Regions from separate parts of the Mus musculus genome. Here all the other regions are linked to region 1. A link is a contact called in public ChIA-PET, HiChIP or PLAC-seq and promoter capture Hi-C data. All regions are on one chromosome and are shown on one strand. The core of a region is the stretch at or near the end of the contact, and the rest is flanking DNA. Distances in the headings are between cores, read along the strand shown. Region 1 holds the start of Ubr4 (ubiquitin protein ligase E3 component n-recognin 4). Region 2 holds the start of Aldh4a1 (aldehyde dehydrogenase 4 family, member A1). Region 3 overlaps Iffo2 (intermediate filament family orphan 2). Region 4 holds the start of Iffo2 (intermediate filament family orphan 2).

Region 1 (2,660 bases), core at 89-2,588:
AATTTGCTACGTAGACCAGACTGGTCTTGAGTTTGTGGTAATTCTCTGCCTCCCCAGTGATGGCATACCAAACACTTTAAATAGATTTATGTGCGCGCATATATATATATATATATATATATATATACACACACACCATACATGTGTGTATATGTGTGGAGGGTGTGTGCACCTGGGAATGGAGGTTTCTATAGAGTCCAGAAGAAGACAGCAGATCTCCTGGAACTGGAGTTACAACCATAACAGCTAGACCTGGGTGGTGAGAATGGAACTGTCAAGTTATCTCTTGAGCTCCTCAGTCTAAATTTACAACATAGATGTTATCCCAAGAACCTCCACTACTAAATTATGTATTTGAAAAGGAAGATGTTTATTCCGAGTGCCTTGACACCCCAAAGCCAGAAATATGAGACTTGTTATTACTGCTGATGGCCAGACGTGGTGATGATCTTGGCACTTTGAGAGGCTGAGGCAAGAGGATTGTGTTAGTGTTCCATGTCAGCCTGAGCTACAGTGGAAACGCCCGAATAAAATAAGACCATCCTCCCCCTTCCCGACAGAACTATAAACAGGTGTGGACACCCACACCTGTAATTCCACTGGAGGTGAAGATAGAAGGATTGCTGAAATCAACAGTCAACCCAAATAGGGGCCCCTGAAAGACTGCTGCGATGGCTACTAATGCTTACCCTCTGGGGTCTGAGGGAGGAAGGTTCGCAGACAATTTGGCCTATAGGGACCAAATTTCAAAAAAGCTTAACGTTCTCTCTAGATTATTATCGAAGGAATTCTAAATATATAAAGAAGTGGCTGCGAAATAGGAATTCATGAAGAAAATCATTACTAAGCGAAGGTGTGCGCAGAAAGTTTGCCAAGTGGTAAGCGCTAGAATGGCTGGCTGCTCATGCGGTACACTGGGCAGAGGAAGTGACTAACACTGAGCAGGTTGTGGCCTCCTCTCCCCCCTGTCTGTCCTAGGATGGCGCCGTTCAGACATCTCTTCCGAATCCAAGTCACAAACTTACATTTCCAGGAGGTTGGGGAACCATATTGCCGCTTATTGCGGGGCCCGCGCACGCGCGGTAGTTACTGCTTCCCGCGAGCATGCGCAGGGTTGCTCGCCGCCATGGCGCACGCGCAGAGGGCATTGCTCCTAGCCCTCCTCTGGCATTTTCAATCGTGCGCAGGCGCACTACCCTGGGTTAAGCCCGCAGAAGTCAGAGGCCGTCCAGGTCTTTGCGTTTTTGTTGGGCGACCCGCGGCGCGCTGTCTGACGCGCACGATTGCGTCACTTCCGCCCCCTCCCGGGAGGCGGCGCTGGGCCGGTGGCAAGCCCCCGGAGGGAGCCGCAGTAGTACGACGAAAGATGGCGACGAGCGGCGGCGAAGAGGCGGCGGCAGCAGCTCCAGCGCCCGGAGCCCCGGCGACCGGGCAGGACACGACCCCGGGCTGGGAGGTGGCGGTGCGGCCCCTCCTGTCCGCGTCCTACTCCGCCTTCGAGATGAAGGAGTTGCCGCAGCTGGTGGCCTCAGTCATCGAGAGGTACCGGGCGGCGGCGCCGGCGGGCGGGGTGGGGGGGGAGGGGAGGACGGGCCGGTTCGTGAGTCCACTCTGTCAGGGAATCCACCCCACGCATGCCTTCGGGACTCCCGGGCGCTGGGAACGAGAGCGCCTCTGGTTTCCACCCAGCTCTGGCGTGAACCATCCCTGACTTGATTTACCCTCCGGAGCAAAACTTTTATGGTTGCTCTGGCTGGAGGGCGTGGCCGGACGCATTTGAGAACTGGCTATTGAGATGCACGGTGCTGCTGGGCCAGTGTCACCCGGCCCGCTGCCCCCGGCCCCCCCCCTCCCCATCCACCTCAGTCGCGTTAAGGTCAGGGCGTGGATGAGTTTGCATTTCTCCCTGTCACCAGAACCGGAGGTTTACTTTGGAGAGCTACCACATAGTTTAATAACGGTCTTTCTTTGGTGCTATGATAACTGGGGGCACGTGCTGTTTCTGTGACTGAAGCCACTAGTTACCACTGAATACTTCGGTTTTACTTTGCACTGTAATTGCGTATATCCGAGATCGGAGTCCTTCTCTTTCTCAATAAAATGCTTTACAGACTCTTATTTACGGGACTGTTCCTTGGCTTGCTGTTAATGTGTTCATACCTTTGTATACAGATTGTTAGATTGCAAGAGTCGTATTTCTTCATGGGAATGTGGTGATCTCTGTGTCTACCTTTTCCTGACTACGGGGCTCAGAGCAAATGAGTTTAATAGAAGACTCATGCTTTTAAAGCCTGTTTTCTCACTTTCGTTTTCCTAGCCAAACCAAGTTTACTTGCCCCAGTAACTCTCTGAAATTGCTAAGCGGGTCATTTTACCTTGCTGGTCAGCAGGATATGTCTAAAGGTTATTTGGAAAGTTGTGTTATTTGGAAATTGCTGTGGTTTGGCATTATTATTTATCACAACAACTGTCACTGCCTGTGATGTTTTGGATGAATGATCTTTAACAATTTATAATAAAATAGTGTCTGGGTTTGATAATTTAAGTTCTAACAAATAGATTTTCTTGCTTAATTATGCCCAAGGTTGTTTTGAAGATGAAAACAAGTATCAGAAAGTCTCAAATTATCTAGCATCTTTTTATTTTACCTTCTTTTCCTC
Region 2 (2,660 bases), core at 118-2,617, 240 kb after region 1:
CTGTATAGACTGGAACTCACTCTGTAGACCAGGCTAGCCTCAAACTCAGAGATCTGTCTGCATCTACCTCCTAAGTGCTAGATGTAAAGGTATGCACTACCACTGCACAGCTACTTGGGCAAAAAAAATTCTTAATTTGTGATTGATGTGGGAGGGCCCAGCCTATTCTAGGTAGTCCAACCCCTGGACTGGCGGTCCACCTGTAAGGCTGAGCAAGCCAGTAAGCAGCGTCCCTCCACGGCTTCTGCATCAGCTCCTGCCTCCAGGTTCCTGCCTCAGTGATGAGCTGAAAATTTGCACACGTAAACCTTTAACTCCCCACTTGCTTTTTGGTCATGGTGTTTTGAGGCGAATCTGCCCAGTGTGGTATCAAATTAGAACCAGAGGGACCCCAAAGTAAATGCCCTGGTTACATTGTCAAAGACAGAGAAACACGTTGAAGCAGGACTGTGGTGGTGCAGGCCTTTAATCCCAGCACTCTGGAGGCAGACCTGCGGGTGGATCTCTGTAAATTCAGGGCCTGGTCTATAGAGCCAGTTCCAGGATAGCCAAGGCTACACAGAGAAACCCTGTCTGAAAAAGTAAAACCAAGCCAAAAAAAAAAAATTAAAAAAATTAAACAAAAACAAAACCCAAAGAGAATAAAGTAAGAAAACCCATACCAGTATCTTAGGAATACAGTGGTTCCCTAAGGCATCATTCTAAGAGCAGGTTTCGGAAGCTGTTTTAATACGTTCGAGTATTCATCAAACAACGTCTCATGAAGAAAACTGAAAATTTTAACCACGGGGCAGAGGGACAGAGGGACAGAGGCAGGAACAACTGGTTTTTGTGGCTAGAGGCTTTTAAGAAAAGGAAGAAATAAAGAAAATTAAAACGAAGAACGTTAAGTTCAGGCCCGCTAGGGTTTTATCTCATTCTGATTCCAATCTGGAAGGAAGCAAGCCCAGGCTTGGCCCTGAGCCAGGCTGGGAGATGGAGGGCAGATCAGGCTCCATGCACGGTGGCAGCCCCCGGGGAGGTGGCAGGGAGCTGGCCTTGGTGTGGCTCGGCGGGCCCGGGCAGAGTTGTAGCCTGCAGATGTCCAGCCTTCCAGCCACCAAGTGTTGGGGACCCAAGTAGCACCTGTCGCGTCGACCGGGTCCCCCCCCCCCCCCCCCCCCGGCCACTTCTACTACTGAGCACGCGCTCTGTGCAGGATCTGTCATTGGCTCCTGCAACTCTCCAGCCCTGCCTAAGAAGGCTGCAGCTTGCCTGTCCTGCTGATTGGCCTGGAGGCTTTCATGCGAGACTCTGATTGGTCAGTGAGGCTCACGCCCTCTCTCCTTGGGTCATACCATAAGGAGAGGAGACGAGGAGAAGAGAGTATCATTTCAGGGCTTTTCTGCTGCATTCTCTTGACCCGCAGTCCACAGTAGCAATTTTGATGTTAAATACAGCTGATGTTTATTGACAGAGGGGGAAGGGTACCCGAGGAGGGGCCCCGAAGGAGGTGGACCGGGCGATGCTGCGCCTCCCGCAGAGGTAGTGCGCTCCGGGCTTGTCTAGTCCAGCCCGGTGGGGCTGACTCTGAGCTTCCCACAGCTGCGCAAGACTGTTAAGAGTCTCCGCGATGCTGCCGCTGCCGTCGCTCCGCCGATCCCTGCTGTCCCATGCCTGGAGGGGCGCTGGGTGAGTGAACCCCTCTGCTGCCTGAGTCCTGAGAGCCGTGGACAGATCCCACTCTGTGGGTCCTCCAGGTTGCAGCCATTATCTCCAGGGTCCCTATGGCTCCCCTAAGTGCGCGCCGGGTCGCGACCTGCAGAGCCACTCTCCCATGGAGAACCTGTGGCGCCTTACCAGGTCTCTCTAGAGCAGTGGTTCTTAACAAATGCTGTGACCCTTTCCTCTTGGTGTGGTGACTCCCCAACCGAAAAATTATGCCACTTCATAACCGTATTTTGCTACTGTTATAAATCGTCATGTAAATATCTAATATGCAGAATAGCTGATATGCGACCCCTGTGAAAGGATCGCTCGGGGTGGCGACCTACAGGTTGCAAACCAATGTCCTAGATGGCCAGTTTTCCTATCCAAGGAACCCCAGGGAGGGTGTGGCGTCCGGATTTGTGCCCACGCCCCCTTCCTACACCCCTCTTTCTCCTAACGCTGTATATTTCAAATTTGCTGATTCTCCCAGACCTTGGCCGGCCCTGTGTTCCCATTCTGGAGCCTTCCGACACTCCCAGGGACCTCTCCACCCCACTCCCTTTTTGTTCAATATTGGGCTTTTGTTTTACGGTGGGTGCCATAATGACTTTTATAACGTGTGATGCGGCTCTGCGTGGCATGGGGCTCATTTTGAGGTTTGCCTAAATCCATTCAGACAAGTTCCTTAATAAATCACCGGGAGGCAGAGGCAGGCAGGTCACTGAGTGCAAGGCCAGCTTGTTCTGCAAGAGCAGGTTCGAGGAGGGTCAGGGATACACGAGAAACCCTGTCTCAAAAACAAACAAACAAACAAACAAACAAACAAACGTAATGAAGAGACAGGTAAGCCCTAGGGCAGAGAGCTGCTTGCTTTCAGCCAGAATCCTGGCTGCCTTAGTGATGTGTTCCAATATCCTGCCCCAGTATGGCTCACGGCCTGTTTGAACTTGGGTATTATTCCCCATTTCTGC
Region 3 (2,660 bases), core at 61-2,560, 220 kb after region 1:
GTGGCCCAAGGCTCCCTGGTTGGTCTCTGCTGACGCTCCTGTCTAGCACATAAGGGCCTTTGGCTGAACCTCTGCTCTGCTGGAAGCCCCTTGTCTGCCCATACCTGGTCCTGCCCCAGGGTAGTGGGATGACTTCCCCTTGGTGAGTGGGCTGGAACAGAGAAGGCTTAGGCAGACCACAGGAAAGGAAGCTGCCGTCCACCCCCACCCAGGGCCAGGGCCAGGCCCCGGCCCACGCTTGGCCCAGAGTGAAGTTTTCCACTGAGGGCTCCAGCCCAGCCTCACCTGCGCCTGTTTCCCATCACCTGAGTGAGTCGGCCTGGGCGTGCCTGCTGCCAGGCGGGACCATTCTTGTTGTCCCACCCCCACCCCACCCTGAGGCTCCCGCCCAGCGCCCTTGCCTGCCTGGCCTGCACTTGGAGCTAGACTGAGCTGAAGTGCAGGATCCGATGCTCAGCCCTGTCTCGGCGCTGGGGTCTTCTTCACCCTCCTCTTCCTCTACTTGCAGAGTGGTTCCCACAACTATCTTCAGAAATGGGGAATATAGAAAAGCAACTCACAAAGGGCGATGAGTTCGCCTGGGATATCACAGCCGGGGGATGTGGGAACAGGCGTTGGAATGTTACCAAACTTGGAGTCGCTGTCTATACCCGAAGAAGCCATTCTTGAGCAGCTAATTAAAACAGCCAGATTAATAGTGTGAGAGAGGAAGACGTTCTCAGTGTGGCCACACTGGGGAGAGGGACAATGACCCCCTCAAGTCACTCTTGGGGGCTCGAAGCGAGGGGAAGTGTTTAAATAGCCATGGGTTTGAGCATCTATCCAGCCTTGGACAGAGTGCGGTTCTGCCCCGCCACTGACCTATCATCGTCTGGCTTCACCCTCATTGGTTAAAACTGTGTGGAATCCTTTTCCAGGAGACCAGGTTCCCTTTTGGCTGTCGCCTTTTCCCTTGCGCTGTTATGAGATTCCTTGGGGGGGGGGGGGTTCCATTTCTTGAGGTTCATTGTTTCCGTAGTCTGATAGTCAAATCAAGGGGGGCATAAAAGTGTCTCCTTTCTGAATGTCTTCATTTCTGCTTCTGTCTGTACAGTCTGGGGACTCTGGGATGGACTCCCCATGGGCCCGGGGTTGTCTGTGATGCTCTAATTATTTGCTGGGGCTGCACCCACTTTCTTCTGGGGCCTTTGAGCCTTTCTCTGACTGCACAGGATATGAAAGACCCATGAGTCAGCCCCTCTGTCAGCGGCTTCAGATTGGGTTTCCGTTTCTCCGTAGCTAGACTTTGTGGGCTTCTTCCTGCTTCTGTGTGTCATTTTGAGCTCATGCAAGAGGCAGAACTACTGGCCTGGTTCCAGCAGCTCGGACTAGGCTGGCTTTAAAGCTGCCTCCCCCACCCCACCCCCAGTGGTCAGCCGAGATTTCTCATCTGTCACGTGGTCCTAGCGCTGGCTCCTCTGGAATGCTGAGAGGCCACATCTGGCTGTGACGAGGCTGCCACCTCCCCCTCCAGCTGCCAGGCTCCCACATGTGCCTCTTCCGCCGCCGAGGTGGTGGTGGGGCTCCTTTGTGGGGTCATTTCCTCTCTCTGCATTGATTGTCTAATGTCCCTGCCTCCCCTCCAGGCCTTGAAAGGTTGTAAGTCGTGGGAGGGGAAGGCTTCTCTTTCTCCTGCAAGCTTCCTGTCCTGGCTGTATTTTGCCCCTCCCCCAGGAGGGATGTCTGAGCCCAGTGGCTGTAGAGAGAGCCTGGTTGTGCTGGGAATTTGGTTGTGGATTCCTCAGCCTGGGAGATAAAGATAAGACCCTGGGGTAGGGCTCAGGCCGAAGGAAGGGGCCTGAGTGTGGATCATTTCATTCATTCCTGCCCCCAGCCCCATTCATCCCCTCTCCCATTCATACACACACACACACACACACACACACACACACACACACACACACACACACACACACACACACACACTGCCCCCATTCACCTTCATACCCACCTATCCATCTACCTATTCATCTTCTGGTCTACCCATCTAACCCATGCCCTTTCATTTAATAAGGGTCAGCAAGATGGCTCAGCAGGGAAAGGCGTTTTGCCACCACATACCCCACATGGTGGAGAGAACGGATTCCCGTTCCAATCGTTGACTATCACACTCCTACCAAGAAGAGATCGCAAGGCTGGCCTCTAGCTGTAGACTCAGCTCTCCCTTTGCAGAGATCTTCTTTTCTCTAATCCCTCCTTGCTTCATCTAACCAGGGCCCAGGGTGCTCAGAGCAAGGTGAGGCTGCCCTCAGATGCTGGCATGGTGAAGAGGGTGGAGGTGGCCTCACTTAGAGCCCTATCGTTATCCCTGGCTTCATTCTTAGAAGAGAGCTCTGAGCGGTATTGATGCCCAGGCCATCTGAGAGGATATATCCTGGTCCCTCAGTCTGCCTTAAATCTGTGGCGGCATTCTGAGAGAGAAAAGCCTCGGAGGAGGAGGAAGAGGAGCAGGCTAACCCTTGCCTGGAGGCTAACATTCTTCCTCATCTTCAACATGGGAGCAGTCCTTGGGGGATTAAACGCTCCCAGTATAAGAACACACCTTCCTCTCCGGTTCTTGCATCTGCCACACCACACTTAGAAGTCAGACGAACTGAGTGTCAGGACAAAATAGAACCAAC
Region 4 (2,660 bases), core at 114-2,613, 190 kb after region 1:
GAGGGGAAAAAAAGATGTGGCCGGAAGAATCTAAAACATACCACATATCTGGTTAAGAGCTGACGGTGTAAGCCACAGGCATTCAAGGTGGGGTCCTTCCCTTAGGAAGTTTGTGGTGAGGACCAAAGGCCAGCAGCTCGGAAGGCTGGGTAGAGTGTGTTTTGAGGTGGTGGTAAAGCTCAGGTCTCAGCGACCTTCTCTGTAAAATGAGGATAATACTTAAATAGGTGCCTGCTGTGAGCTAATGCTTGCAGTGGGTACAGGAGACACTTGGAGATCGCAGGGAATACTGGTTTTTAGGGTGGTAGGTGTGAAGGATAGATGGCTGAAAGGACGGAAGATGGATGGGTCCAAATAAGTGTCCTCCAAATAGGTGGTACTCCATATTGCAGCAAGGCATTCGGGAGAATTGATGGATAGACAGACCCTCTGCTCTCAGGGCTCAGCTACAGCGCCGACTGTGACAATGTGGTGATAGGTGACAGGAGATGGTTAGTCAGGGTTGTGAGGACAAGCATGTTGGGAGGCTCATTGCTTTCTCTTCCCCAGCTTGTCTCACATCCCCGCTTCTGGGTTTGCCGTGGACTAGCAGGCTCAAAGGCTGCGAGAAGCCCTGATCCTGCCTGGTAGGGGACAGGAAGGCGACCAAGGCCTCCGGAGGCTGGAGTAGGGGAGCTGGTTTTCATGCATCTTCGCACACTATGGTTGCCAGACCTTTGCAGGCCACAGTCACCCGCATGCCTGAGAATCTGGGGCAGGGAAATTTGGGACACGGAGGAAGGGCAAGCAGGTAGTCAAGCCCGCCTGGCACACTTGGTAGTGGAGGTCTCCACAGGCTGTCCACCTTTTCAAGAGGCTGCGGTGCCCGGCTCTGCCGCGTTCCCGGGTACAGTTTCGCATTCAGACTGCGTTAGATTATCTGAACCCCGCTAGGCCTGCAGCGCCGCACGCAGGCGAGGGTTTTCTGGGCCGTTGCTGGGCGGAGCTTGAGCTGTAGTCGAAAGGCTCCTCGCAGACGAGTGGCGCAGCTTGTGGGTGGGCGGAGCCCAAGGGCCGATAGGCGTGGCCGGGGCTGGAGACCTAGGAGCCGAGTCTCAGCGGGTGAAATCGCTGCAATGGGTTGAGGGGCGTGGCCTATGTCCGCAGAGGGCGGTCCAGGCTAGGGAGGAAGGCCTTCGCCTATAGAGGGCGGGCCGGGAAGGGCAGAGAGCAGCTAGGCAGGGGGTGTGGTCTGTGTCTGCAGAGGGCGGGCCCTGGAGGCGTGGTCTGTGCCTGCAGAGGGCGGGGCTCGCCGCAGAGGGGGCAGCGCCGGCTGAGAGTCCTCTGCGAGCCGCTGCTGCGGCCGGTCCACAGCAGCTCTGACAGTCGCGGCGCAGGCACCGGACCCCTCACCAGCCCCACGCAGCCACCGCGACCTCCAGCTCGTCCCACCATCTCTCCCGACGCAGCGGAGCCGCATCTGGCACCTAACACCACCCCGGCCGCTCTGGAGCCCGCGCCCGCCCTGGCCCGGCCGCGCCGGGAGCCCGGCCCCGAGCTGGAGCCGCATCTGGAGCCACGGGCCCGGGGCCCTGAGCCACGCAGCCGGCGCATGGTTAACTCGCTGCTGTTCGGAGAGATGGCCTTGGCCTTCGGCTGCCCGCCGGGGGGCGGCGGCTGCGCAGGCGGCGGCGGGGGTGGCGGGGCCGGGCCGGGGCCCTCGCCCGTAACGGCGGCGCTGCGGGACGATCTGGGTTCCAACATCCACCTCCTCAAGGGGCTCAACGTGCGTTTCCGCTGCTTCTTGGCCAAGGTGCACGAGCTGGAGCGGCGCAACCGGCTCCTGGAGAAACAGCTGGAGCAGCAGCAGAGCGAGCGCGATCGGCGGCTGCGCTACAAGACCTTCTCCCGCGAGCAGGCCGTGCAGACCGGGCCCGAGCTGCTGCGGCCGTCGGCTGCGGGAAGCGGGCAGGCCCTCGGCGCGGCCACCGGCGTCAACGCCAACGCGGTGGCCCTGGGCGGCCTGCCCCCCGGCGGCGGCTCGCACCCGCAGCACTACGGTCGCCTGCCCGGGACCATCTGGAGCTACACGCAGGTGCGGCGCACGGGAGGCGGTGGCGTGGAGACTGTGCAGGGCCCCGGCGTGTCGTGGGTACACCCGGACGGCGTAGGCGTGCAGATCGACACCATCACGCCAGAGATCCGCGCTCTCTACAACGTGCTGGCCAAGGTGAAGCGCGAGCGTGACGAGTACAAACGGAGGTGAGTGGACGCGCCCCTCCTCCGCCGCTCTCAGAACCGGCAGCAGGGCCTGGCATATGGGCTGCGAACTGCGGGAGGACTAGGTCATCTAAATCCGCGAACGAGCGCAGGGAGCGCGGGATACCTGGGCGCCGACCCCTGGGGCCAGGCACATTGTTTCCCAGGGACGTAATAACCAGCGGATTTGTGGTGATCTCATTCTGTCCACATGACAGTGCGGTGTGAGGCAGCCTTGTCCCCATACTGCAGATGAGGAAACTGAGGTGAAGAGGTACCAAGTGTCTTGCTCAAGGCAGCTTGGCTAATCCGCGGTGAAAGTCAAGACTTGATCCTTTGATGGAAGTCATGGCTGGTGTGTCTCCTAGCCTAGGTATTCCCCGAGATGTTGGTGGTAGATTCCCTTTCCCATAGCAGGTGTA

What was found. ChIA-PET counts read pairs in DNA pulled down with a chosen protein or histone mark. HiChIP or PLAC-seq counts read pairs in DNA pulled down with a chosen protein or histone mark. Capture Hi-C pulls out chosen DNA fragments and counts their contacts.
Region 2: a contact with region 1 is called in an RNA polymerase II ChIA-PET map of memory CD8 T cells, with 1,766 read pairs. The contact joins the promoter of Aldh4a1 here to the promoter of Ubr4 in region 1. A contact is called at or near these places in 15 of 39 promoter capture datasets (the 3T3-L1 cell line, 3T3-L1-derived adipocytes, cranial neural crest and 9 more), 16 of 484 Hi-C or Micro-C datasets (the AML12 cell line, CD4 T cells, CD8 T cells and 9 more), 19 of 115 datasets of contacts at active chromatin or transcription factors (the HPC-7 cell line, the SCID.adh cell line, T-cell acute lymphoblastic leukemia and 11 more) and 3 of 9 other capture datasets (embryonic stem cells, liver and pancreatic islet).
Region 3: a contact with region 1 is called in an H3K27ac HiChIP or PLAC-seq map of epiblast stem cells. The contact joins the enhancer-like site here to the promoter of Ubr4 in region 1. A contact is called at or near these places in 2 of 39 promoter capture datasets (liver and pre-B cells), 5 of 484 Hi-C or Micro-C datasets (CD4 T cells, embryonic stem cells and liver), 5 of 115 datasets of contacts at active chromatin or transcription factors (the HPC-7 cell line, bone marrow-derived macrophages, embryonic stem cells and 2 more) and 3 of 9 other capture datasets (adipose tissue, liver and pancreatic islet).
Region 4: a promoter capture Hi-C map of adipose tissue shows a contact between it and region 1. The contact joins the promoter of Iffo2 here to the promoter of Ubr4 in region 1. A contact is called at or near these places in 2 of 39 promoter capture datasets (liver and pre-B cells), 8 of 484 Hi-C or Micro-C datasets (CD4 T cells, CD8 T cells, cerebral cortex and 4 more), 3 of 115 datasets of contacts at active chromatin or transcription factors (effector CD8 T cells, embryonic stem cells and pancreatic cancer cells) and 2 of 9 other capture datasets (adipose tissue and liver).

Annotation. Positions count from the first base shown.
Region 1 is chr4:139,379,321-139,381,980 of GRCm38.p6, forward strand. It overlaps Ubr4 (ubiquitin protein ligase E3 component n-recognin 4), which reads left to right and starts at 1,339. Exons shown (of 106, transcript NM_001160319.1): 1 at 1,339-1,542. The coding sequence starts at 1,367.
Region 2 is chr4:139,621,527-139,624,186 of GRCm38.p6, forward strand. It overlaps Aldh4a1 (aldehyde dehydrogenase 4 family, member A1), which reads left to right and starts at 1,368. Exons shown (of 15, transcript NM_175438.4): 1 at 1,368-1,671. The coding sequence starts at 1,613.
Region 3 is chr4:139,597,786-139,600,445 of GRCm38.p6, forward strand. The region is part of intron 1 of Iffo2 (intermediate filament family orphan 2); the gene reads left to right. Among named protein-coding and RNA genes, the nearest start is that of Aldh4a1, 24 kb to the right of the region's middle. RefSeq lists an enhancer at 1-2,660. Within about 2 kb of position 1,311, at least 322 of the 459 cell types and tissues checked have an H3K27ac peak or open chromatin away from gene starts, as enhancers often do. A contact at or near this core is called in the HPC-7 cell line, adipose tissue, bone marrow-derived macrophages and 5 more, where this site is marked.
Region 4 is chr4:139,573,357-139,576,016 of GRCm38.p6, forward strand. Iffo2 (intermediate filament family orphan 2) reads left to right here and starts at 1,364. Exons shown (of 9, transcript NM_001205173.1): 1 at 1,364-2,241. The coding sequence starts at 1,592.